Regions from separate parts of the Mus musculus genome. Here regions 2 and 3 are each linked to region 1. Evidence: chromatin contacts called from public Hi-C data. All regions are on one chromosome and are shown on one strand. Each heading gives the region's core, a stretch centred on a gene start, on an enhancer-like site or on the middle of the called end of the contact. The rest is flanking DNA. Distances are from core to core; before and after follow the strand shown.

Region 1 (3,801 bases), core at 445-2,944:
TATCTTTATTGAGTCCTCAACTCGCGGCAGATTGGCAAATACACTCATTTACACGCAGTACAAACTTCAAGGCTCATTCTTTGCTGGAAGAAGTAATAATAGAGATGGTAGAAGAAACTCAAAGGAGCCCAAGAGTGAGACATTAATATATTCAAAAATTATACCACGAAAAAAATTTCCATAAGCCAGAGAAGAGAGGGAAGAGTTCCTTGGGCTGGTCTCTTCCTTGGCCATTTGCTTACTATATAGCCTTTACATGCTTCTGACACATCCTCTTGTTCACTTTCTGATTCTATTTCTTATTTATCTCATTCATACAATGCAAACTTGATAAGACTAGGGGCTGTTTTTGCACTTCGGTATCCTCAGGTACTCTCTCACAGTACAGACTCAGCTGGCTTCAAAGCCCACACTTGGAAAGATTATTGCATTCACTTCTTGAAACCATTAGTAATCTCAGCCAACACACCTTCCGCTGGTCTCTCAATGACTATCCTGTTAGCTCACATCTATTAAGTATGAGCCTGACTATATTTTAAAAGGATTTTTTTAAAATTTGTAACGGGGTGGGTGGGGACATTGTGCACATGAGAAAATATGCCTGCAGAGACCAGCAGTGCCTGATCCCCCTGGAGCCAGAATAACAGGCATTTGTGAGCCACTGGACATGCTGTGAACCAAACCCTGGTTTTCTACAAGAAGAGCATGCAGTCCTGACTTTTGCACCATCTCTCTGGCTCCATACATCTATTCTTTTTAATGGACACATTAATGCTTTAAAATTGAATCTCCTTGTCTGAAGACTTTTGGGTTTCTTCTAAATCTTTTTGTGCTTCAGCAAGTCCCCAAATGCTCACAAAGGAGAAAGTGTTATTCCTAAGCCCAAAGCCATTCACTGACCATGAAACGAGCTCTTCCCCCAATGAGTGAGTCTCCCCGCGGCCCTGTGTGCACAAGAACAGCTGCAAACACAAACACAGCTGCAGCCTAATGGACTCTCTCAATCCCATATCTTCCTCATTCCAGCCACAAACACATAGCTGAGATCAAAAAGGTAAGTTCAACGTCCTTGTGCAGTAGCTACACAACAGCGCAGGACCCAAGCTCCACTCCTGTGTTTCATCAAAGGGATCGGACTGCAGAGATAAATAAATGTTTGCTTCATTCCAGAAATCCTGGCTAATGAGAAAATAGCAGGCACCACACAAAACCTGGCTTCTGGCCATGCTTCTGTGACTGACGTAACTTGAGGTAAATTCTTCTTGACATTCAGGTTTCTGACTGATCTGTAAAATGTAGGTGAAGATTTCTGGTGTTCAGTGTGACAGCAAAATTAAACCGTATCATGGACAGATAGCTACACTAATATAAGGTACACTAATACTGCATGCTAATCACATGTGAGTTTAAGAAAAGATAACATACAAGTACTTACGCTTCTAAGTATGAATATGCAAAGGGTAGGATAAAAATGACAGACAAACAACAGTTAGATATCAAACAGCATTGTGTCAGACATCCCAGCAATCTTCTATCTTCCTAAGTTTCTCCAAGGGTGTCTTTAACAGTGCTGTTACTTACAAGATACTGCTGTACTTTAGGAAAATAAACATGAGGATTACAAATCACTGACTCAGTCAAAATGCATTCCTTGAGTACCTCCTGCTCAGTCACTGGAAACTAGGGACTTTCCCTAATGTGATGTCACCAGGCAGCAAGGGCAGGACGTGCCCTCACATCCGTCAGGCTCCAAATCAGTCTGAATCTAAAGCCACTGCTGACAAAGTCTGTGAGTCTACAAGCTGCGAGCAGTGCCGGCACTCACCCGTTCCCATCTCCACTCCAACAGGAACAAGTCCTTAAGAACCCCTACGCATTTTTAATGATTGAGAACAGACCATAGACAGGAGTGCTGATAATATAGGCTAAGATGAAACGGCTGGAATACTGCAGGACAGAAGAGAGGGCGTTGATTCACCTTAACGGTGATTCTTCAAGTCACCTTGATGAGCAGGTAATATGACAGGTGAATGTGGAGAAGAAAAAAAAAAAAAAAAACTTGAATCAAGAGGCAATGAAGATACCTGGAGTCCATCATAACCAACTTGTTCTAAGCCCCAAGAGGCAGCCATGGGGCAGAGTCCTACAGTTGACTTCAACGAGTGTGAAGAAGAAAGGACATGAACATTTTGAGTGAGCATGAGCAACTGTTTTGTGTGGGCCCCATGAAGGTCAAACATAGGCATTAAGACCTGTGGGGAAACTCAAGTTATATTAAAACTAAGCAAATTTTAGATGTGCATATATTTACATCTAATTAGTACTTTATGATTTTTTTTCCAAACACTTTCCTAAATAAATAAATAAATAAATAAATAAATGAAGGCAAACACATCATGACGGGATAATCTCCCACTCAGGAAATGAAGACATTCTGTTCCCTTGACTCTCTTTCCTTCCCTGCGCAGAGTCATCCATCCTCAACTCACCATATTAAGTTTGTCAACATCCATCATCTCGAGTTAACACTGATTTCTGTCGACAAGGGAGGCAGAGGCGAGAAACACCCTCTCATTCTTTTTAATATTCCGAATGTATGTGGTAGTCGGGCGGAGAAATGAGTTGCATTTCCATACAGAGATTCAGGATTACCAGGAACCTGATGAAAAGCTAAATTCTCTCTCCAAGGCGTAATTGCCATACAGGGGCTTCTCTCCCCTGACCGAGTCTTCAATTCCCCATTAGCATGCATGCAGTTAGCAGACTGAGGCAGAGGAAGGCATAATTTCTGAAGTTTAAAGTTTGTTAAAATGCACACAACTGCACATATTAAGAACCAGAGATCCTTCTGTAGCTCAAATGCATGAGGGAACCGGCCTTGAAATTGAAGATGGAAGAGCCAAGTGCAAAGCTCTTCTATTTCTCTCTGACACGCGCTCATCACAATAGAGCTGTGCAATAAATTCAATGAAAGGAGATTAGTTTTCATAACTCAATGGGAATTCCAGAAGAGCACCTGAAGGGAGATTTAGTCACTGACAATGGCAAGACAGCGCGCCTCAGCCTGAAGCACTGAGGCAGGCCTCATGAATATTAATGAAGAGTCTCCACATTGGAGACAAATAGCTCTTTAATTTCCAGGGTCCTCACTTTTTGAGGGGGTTTCTCCCCAAACACTAAGAATGATGGTCCTCTCACAAGGCCCTCCAGATAACTGGAAACAATGATGAATGCTTCTGTCTTCTATCTGGAACTGCAAACATAGTAACCCAACTTCTAGAAGGCACTAGAGTTAGACCTGCCTCCCTTGTTACTGACTACACCACGCTACTTAGTATTTCCACCCCTGGGGTCCAGTGACCCAATTTAGACATAGCAAGACTGCTGCTGTGGATCTCAACTCAAAGGACAGCATTGATAACTCTCGGAGCTTGGGATGTAAGTGTATAGCAGAGAGAAAGAGTGAGAGTCTGGGTAGACTTTGGTACTTTGCTGCTTGCTGTATTGGTCTGTTTCTGTTACTACAACAAATATCTAAGCTAACCACTAGCAGATGCATTTGTTTTTCTGTCTCACAGTCTTTGGAGTTTCTATCCACGATTAGTTGGTTGGTCTCTTTGCTTTGGGGCCTGTGAAATGACAGCAAAGTGTGGCAGAAGCATGAGGTGAAACCATTCACCTTGTGTTCAGGATGTAAGAGAGTGGGGGACGGGGGTGACAAGGACAGTGTCCTAGAGTCTCTTTCAAGGCACATCCTCAATGACCAAAGTCTTCCACTAGGCTCTGCTCATTGGTTTCTAC
Region 2 (3,801 bases), core at 352-2,851, 210 kb before region 1:
ATCACAATTATAATGATGTCTGCAGTTAGATTAACAAAGCTACAGCCCTTTTTTTCCCAGAGAAAGTATCACATTAGGAACAATTGAATGGCGAAGACTAGTCTTCAAGTTCCTCAGAGTGAGATTGAAGATCTATTAGCCACAGATAGCCATTCTCTAATCAAAGGTAGGGAGCCACACTTCAGTGTGCTCATGGGCCCTTAGGACAATTTAGTCTACAGCCCCCATGACATTATTGGTGCCTATTTCTATAGTCAGCTCAGCTGTTCTACTCTGAGAATGACAGTTTCTGTAACCTGCCTTAAACCAATGATGTCGTAAATGAAATTCCCTGTTGCTGAGGCCTCTTAGGAGTCATTAGTGTTGTGTAAGTACTCTGTACAGCGGCCTGCTCTGTGGGTGCCACATCTGGCTAGAAGCTATGCTCTTTTTCCTTCTGCCACAACCACAGTATTCAGAGTGAGACCAGCATTCTACAGCTGCAGGTAGATCGTTCTGCCTCTTTGCTGGATTGTGGTATCATTCCATATAAAGTGGGAAGGAGGTGGTGTCAGCCATAGTATGCTCTGTTGGAGTTACAGTGAAGGGTAAGAGGAACAAGCCAAGGTGATGGTGCATTGAGCCCCCTTCTTCTAGAACCTTCTTGGCTCACACCCAGGACCCCTGTGTATTAATTGGCAGGACCCCCCAGTTTCAGTGGGGAGAAAAAGCCTTAACTTCCCATCAGATTTAAGGCCCAGGCTGCCGTATGATAGATTCTACCCTAATATCATTAGCTGTGCAGGCTGCTAATTGTAGTGGTTGCTAATCCATCTGAACAGCCAGAATGATATTAGCTTTCAATAGGATTTACATACATCCAGGCTTGTTTCTGCATCGGCTAGCAATTAAAGTTTAAACTGTTGAACACGCAGCTTGTGCGGGCTAAGTAATATTTAATAGCATTAACAATGCATTTCCTTATTTGCCTCTAAATCTCTTTACAGACTCATCAATTCACTATCACCTTTGTGTGGCACAGGGACATTAGCTCTTAGCCTAACAGCTTCCAGAGGAGGGCACTGTCACAGAGACGAGACAGTGGAAATGCCAGCTGCACACGCCAGAGTCAGCATCATAATTCACACTAAGATTTCTATCTCCCCTCCCGGCACCCTCCGCTCTTTCTCACGCATGCACTTCATTTCCAGGGGATGTTATGGTTTGTTTATCTTTCAGGTCAACTTTTGAAAGACTAGAAATCAACTAATTTGGGTTTAAATGTCTGCAGAAGACAAAGATTCACCAAAAGGTTGTTTGAATCATGCCAGATCTTTCAGGGTTTCAGTGTAAGCTGGGTTAAGCTGTCTCGATGGGCTTGTTCAGGAAAGTTATATTTATATGAAAGAGTATGAAGTCAGGCTAGAACACAATATAGTTTCTCTGCATGATAGTTTCCATGAGGGTTTCTTTGCCCCATTTACAGCCATACCCTTAAGCATCTAGCTCTATATCTAACAGGAAGGAACAAGTATTTCTGGAAGCCATGATGGGTGGGGTTTGAGTGCTGACAATTCAGACCTCCTGATCTCAGCCTCAGGCCCTTGCTGCTTCCTCCCTAGTTCATCATCGTAACCACACCCTTTCCTCTCCTTGTTTCCAGACCATAAACTAATAGGAGGACAAGCCAGAGACAGGGAGGAAAGTCGGATAAAGAGAGGATAAAGGACATTCTAGATCACTCTGAAAGAAAGGGGTAGCTGTTGGGACAGACCACTGGAGGCTCATTTAAGCATTTCTATTCTTCTGGTTCAAGAATTTTGGCATGGTCATCAAAGCTGGTCAGTATCGTTGCTGGTTAGTCAGGCAGAACTTTTTAGAGGAGGCTGTATTTGTTTCCTCTGGCTGTTGAAGCAAAGTATTAAGAGCTGGGTGGATAAAAAAATCATCTCATCGTTCCATGGGCTGGGAGCTGGAAGAGAAGGGCTGTGGTCACTGACAACATCAAGGGCCAATCCTAACGCTGTCTGGAGCTAGCCAGCCATTTTTGTCATGCCTTGGCTTGTTGACCCATCACTTTAGCCACTCCTGACTTCTCCCTGGGTGTCTTCATCCAGTCTTACTTCAGTGTGTGTCTGTTTCTGCATTCCAGGGCCCCTCTGTTTTAAAGACACTAGTCATTTTCAATTAGGGTACATCTTAATGACCTCATTTTAACCTAACTGCCTCTTAAAGCCTTATTTCAAAATAAGGTCCTTTTCTGAGGTACAGGAGGCAGGGTATAGCGTATCTTTTTAGAAGGATACAATTTAACCCATTAGAGAGAGTCATGTACCATCTGAAAAATGGTAATGGGGGGTTTTCAGACCTGAAAAACCTTTATCCTTGAGAAGCAGAATAATCCATATTCTCTGGACATAGTAGTCAATAATAATTGAATTATTTTTCTCATTTCTTGGGCCCTGCCATCTTGTATTTCCCATATCAATTGACTTTTATTATATAATATTCTCTAACTATTTCTCTGATCATTCCTTGTGTTTAGTCATTTTTCTTTCTCATTTATCCCTTAAATTTGGCTATTAGAATTCTCCAGAGAAAAGGAACACCCCCCAGCCCCAATACACACACATTGAGGCATTTGTTACTTATGTACAAAGACATTTGTTCAGCATGGTTGGTTGATGCAATTGCAGAGCCTGGGAAATGCCAGGATCTATTCATTGGCAAGCTGGAGGCTCAGGAAGGCTGGTAGTAGTCTTCTAGAACATACCAGCAGGCTGGAGAATACAAGGAGCTAATGGTATAAGTCCTACTTTGGATCCAAAAGCCAAACTAACGAATCAGAAGCACACACAGGAACAGGAGAACACAGTTGTCCCCACATAAGCAGGAACAAAGCTAGTCTTGGGCATCAAACAATGCTCACTCATTTGATGAGCCAATTGGTCTTACTGTTCATATTCTTCCAGAATATACCCTCCCGCTACACGCACTCAGCAATACTTTCTGAATACTCCTTAGCTCAGTGAAGTTGGTGTGAAATGAGTCTTCACAGAGGCATTCCATAGAGACTGCCATTGACTCTGTCTGACAGGCGAATACTCTGAAAGACATCACTTGTTGCTTCTATGGCACAGGGATCATTGAGTCTGCTGACTGTAACACTGATCTTGTGAGACAGCCAGGTGGACTGATTCTAAGATTTATATTTTTTACCCTGAGCAGGTTACTTAAGGGCCATATATTAATTCAGTTATTTCATTTTGAAGTAGTTTAGCGTTCACATAGAATGACGAACAAATGTAACGTTAGCGCTCCCTTCTATGGATGTTGTATACTTTGCTTCAAAACACAAAATCCTACATCCATTCTTGGACTGGATTTATGCCAGCTATTATTGGATGCACTAGATTGAAATGAGTGTGTAAATTTACCTTCATATAAATCTCTCTCTCTTTGAAAATTATTTACTGAAGTTTTAACAAACTTACCAACTTGATGACTTATAAAACGTTAGAAGATCATCTTAGAAGAACAAAATGTTCCTTGAAATGATACTTAGTGTGTCCTCATGAGCTACCTTTAATGATAATTCCACGAAACAGAAATCTACAGGTAAATACTCCTGGTGTTTATTAATTAAACTTTTAAAACATAAAAAGGAAAAATTCTATTTTTCCAGTGGGGTCAACTGCACCACTTGCACACAGCAGACAAGGGCTCCATGCAGAGGTCCTCACCCGTGAGAGACAAGGCCAGGCGAGCGGCTTTCTTCCCGCTTCTCTGTAGATGAATTAGCCATGATCTGGGGTCATGTTA
Region 3 (3,801 bases), core at 656-3,155, 130 kb after region 1:
CGTGGGCATAGTTGGGGAAGGAGGATTGAGTGAGACATATTTTCTATGTTTCTGGGGTTTTGTGCTCACTAATGTTTCCATGATGGAGGATTTTGAGAAGCCCCCCCCAAAGGAAAAGTGATCACTGGTCTACAACCTCAGCACCTATCACCCTCCATCACTCAGGACCCCTTATGATTTGCCCAGGTTCCCAAGTCATTCAAAGATGGACAAACATTGTGCATCAGCAGTGGGCACCTTCTGTGCTGTTGAAAAGACAGTGAAATAGTGGCGTCAAGATAGCTGGATTCTCGTTCTCTTCAGGCTTAGCAGTGCTGACATACAGCAGAGCTCAGGTGACCTGACATCTCTGGATTTCCTCCTCCGTAAAACAGAGCCAACACTGTATGACCTCAGTTCTGATTCTGAAATCCCGTGCCTGCCACCGCTGTACTGTTGATTATAAAACCACACCAGAGGAAGGCCCGTGGCAGCCTTCACTCTGTCACACCGGGAAGACTTCAGAAGGGAGCATTGATGGCTACATGAACCACTCATATCTACTGAGCCATCTCTCCTGCCCGTTGGATTATTTTAAAACAAGACTTTTTAGTACAGAGGCTGAGAAGTAGAATATTTATTTGAGTTTTGAAATCAGGGGGGAAATACACAGCCAAGCAACTCTGAGCGTCTGGTAGAGGGTTTGTGTTCTCCTCTGTGCATGGGAAGATTAGCGCAGATAATCGCCCACTCCTTCCCACACGACCCTTGCCTTCAGAGCCCCTGGTTTCTTATCCGGGCTTCCAGCTCTTACTTTGCTGGATATTGGGAGTGAGAGAACAGGAGGAAAAGGGCCTGGCAGAGAGAGCTTGATCCTCTGCTGTATTTCACTTTGGTACATTTATATTTCCACCGCGGAGCTCAGAAGTCTTTGGGGAATGTGTATATTTTGGATAAATTTTATAATAAAGACTGTAAATAAATCCTAAATGCTGCTAGACCTGGAAGTAGATCATTAAATTTTTATAGAATCGACATAAGCTTGGGGCCTGACAAATCCCATTTTAAATGCTGAGCATAGCAGCGTCCCAGCACAGCACCAGGCTGATGCCATCCGTGCATTTAATCTCTATTAAGGCCTCGAAAACAATACATTTTAAATAATGTTAAAATTCACCATCACTGTCTTTGGCACATAATTTATTGCCAGAATTCTTGGTATGGGATTTCAAATTTTGACCTAATACATGCATACATGGAATATACAAATAACCCGGGCTCTCTGAATGCAACCGATATAATAACAAATCTCAATGAACAAGAGACACCTGGTGTTTTATCTGCGCAAACACCAGCGATCTAACTCAGTGGCCAGAGGGTCAGTTCCCTGTCTCCTTTGGGCAGGAAGTGTCCATTCTCTTCCAACAAGTGAGCTGTTCTTTCTTTGTGTCCTGCTCCACATGACACCTTATCCCATGAAAAATGACTTACAGGTTTTTCATCTTTTGAAACCATTATCACTGACCAGCCTCTGCCGTGGAGAGAAGATGGAGTGGAATATGATTGCCAAGCCTGCTGCAAAACCTATTACAAAGGGAGAACCTCACAGTCCTCTTCCTACGTTGTCCAGTTGGTGAGATAAATGCCCTGAAATTTGGGCACCATGTCACAATCGACTGTAAGTATGCTGGATCGAGCCACGCCTCCAAGATTTGTGCCAACCACGGCCCGGAGAGCTGGCGAGAGGTGTCCTTTGCTCTCCCAGGGCCTCCTGCCTCACGGCTGGGTCTGCTGCAACCCAGCCACCACCAGGCTGATCCGGGTGGTCCTAGCCGTGAATACAAAGGTGCAGAGTCAGAAGTGAAGCAGTTAAAGAAGCCGAGGCATGTTTACTAAGCCATTTGAAGTTGATAGCCGTCACGGCCTGGCTTTTTTCTCTATCTTCGTAAACCGCAGTGAATTGATGGAATGACCCGGACTTGATCTTCAGGGCAATATGTCTGATGGCACCGCTGGATTGATAAATTGATTCAAAACTATTACCATGGTGAAAAAGCAATAAGGTCATAAAAATTGCATCAGCTGGCTAGGTAAATCCTGGCATTTCACGACAAGTAATGCAGAAGAACCGCAGGAGGCTCTGGGCATGAAGCTGAATGAGGGAGGGAGAAATGACTTTGAAGAGCTCATCATCTCGGATCTATTCTTCCTGCCGGCGATTCATGCCTTCGCATAGTGCCACTTCATTATGGGGAAATAACTGTACACTCCTAGCATATTCCTGGCCTCCCTGGCGGCCCCTGGAGGACCCTTAGCTGGTTAATACCTCATCACGGGCTTCATTGAACACTTTAATCTGCACTTGTGTGATCAATAGAATCCTGGTGTAAATTAAAAGGACAATTTCATGTAATCAAGCCTGTTAATGCTCATTTTGAAAACCATTATTTGTGGAAGGCATTTAGAAGAAAATTACAAAGTGACAGGCTGATGCACTCTGAGATGGTTTGAAAGCAGGCCCTTTTTTTGTGTGTGTGTGACCGTTTACCTGCTCTGGGAGCTCGATGGAAGGAGCGAGTTATTGAATGCAGTGGGGAAGGGAGGGGAACAGAGCCCAGAAAGCAAAGAAGAAGAGCCCAGCAGGAATGTGTGTGTGCCCTGCCTGCTTGCTTGCCTTCAAGCAGGGAAGAAGAAAATGAAATTTTCCAGTGTTCTATTTCTGTGGCAAATTCAATTACTGTGGGGACTTGTTCAAAGCGGTGTAACTTCCAAGAGGCAGAAATTGAAAACCTGGCAGCTAATGAAATGGCAAATGACTAGGAAGTTCAGACAGGGGCCGTCAGTTGGCTCAAACACCTGGAGGAAAACAGCAACTCTCCCCAATGTCTTCCCGAAGCCACTCTCTCATCCATCCCCCAGAGGAGCGAGGAGACCTCCTCTCCCCAGCATTTGACTCCAGCTGGAATAACATGTTAACAGCCACACATTTCTGTGAATCTCTCTGCCACTATCACAGCTCAGCACATGGAGCATGAAATGCAAAATGCAACCAACATGCTGCCTGTTTTTTCTCAATCTGGGGACTTGTGTTGCATATAACGTGTGTTAGACCGATTGCTCAGAAGCATATTTGTTCAAATCTCTTGTAGCTGAGAAATATGCATCTCTCTAGTATATAGGCATGGCATGGCAGTATACAGCTGGAGAATAAGAAATTTAAGACAGCGTCTCTCTGGGTAACTTTGGGTGGCCTTGAACTCATAATCTTCCTGCCTCGGCCTCCCATCTAAACCCACCTCGCCAGGAGAGCTTTATTTGATTGTTGCGATTAGGCCTACACTCCTAAGATTCTAAATGTTCTCAGGTGAGTACCAAAGGTTACACGTTTTCAAACCCTGAGGGTGAACCTGAGAAGATCTGGATGTCTTGCAATGTGAGCGGTGTTGTTATGGATACAGGCACATATATGCAAGGATTTCCTTACATTATTGAACCTGGGATACCAGTGTTCTGACCCAGATAGCATGACATCCCAGCAATGTCAAGGATATGAAATTACAAGGCCTAAGAAAAAGTGGTTTTCGGGCCTGAGCAACTGAAATCTAATTGAAAGCGCTTACCCCGAGCTCGGCTTCATTCACCCGGGCTCAAGAGTAAGAAAATTCAGTATTCTCTTCTCTGCCTTCCCTGAGGCTCATCTGAATACTCCAAAGAAGGAAAATCATTTCCATTTGTCACATGACAAACAGTTCCAGCCAACTCTTATTAAGTTGACACCACTTTACCCAAAGTAAGGTGTGCTTCAGACACAATTCTCCAGGC

What was found. Hi-C and Micro-C count contacts between places; a contact is called where the count stands out from the background.
Region 2: a contact with region 1 is called in a Hi-C map of the N1E-115 cell line, with 5 times the contacts expected there. The contact joins two enhancer-like sites. A contact is called at or near these places in 2 of 484 Hi-C or Micro-C datasets (the N1E-115 cell line and nephron progenitors).
Region 3: a Hi-C map of the N1E-115 cell line shows a contact between it and region 1, with 9 times the contacts expected there. The contact joins two enhancer-like sites. A contact is called at or near these places in 6 of 484 Hi-C or Micro-C datasets (the N1E-115 cell line, embryonic stem cells and nephron progenitors) and 1 of 115 datasets of contacts at active chromatin or transcription factors (T-cell acute lymphoblastic leukemia).

The regions. Positions count from the first base shown.
Region 1 is chr5:101,161,169-101,164,969 of GRCm38.p6, reverse strand. No RefSeq gene overlaps it. Among named protein-coding and RNA genes, the nearest start is that of Gm36851, 77 kb to the left of the region's middle. Within about 2 kb of position 1,694, at least 56 of the 459 cell types and tissues checked have an H3K27ac peak or open chromatin away from gene starts, as enhancers often do. A contact at or near this core is called in the N1E-115 cell line, where this site is marked.
Region 2 is chr5:101,369,666-101,373,466 of GRCm38.p6, reverse strand. No RefSeq gene overlaps it. Among named protein-coding and RNA genes, the nearest start is that of Gm42131, 78 kb to the left of the region's middle. Within about 2 kb of position 1,601, at least 2 of the 459 cell types and tissues checked have an H3K27ac peak or open chromatin away from gene starts, as enhancers often do. A contact at or near this core is called in the N1E-115 cell line, where this site is marked.
Region 3 is chr5:101,031,140-101,034,940 of GRCm38.p6, reverse strand. No RefSeq gene overlaps it. Among named protein-coding and RNA genes, the nearest start is that of n-TDgtc1, 40 kb to the right of the region's middle. Within about 2 kb of position 1,905, at least 2 of the 459 cell types and tissues checked have an H3K27ac peak or open chromatin away from gene starts, as enhancers often do. A contact at or near this core is called in the N1E-115 cell line, where this site is marked.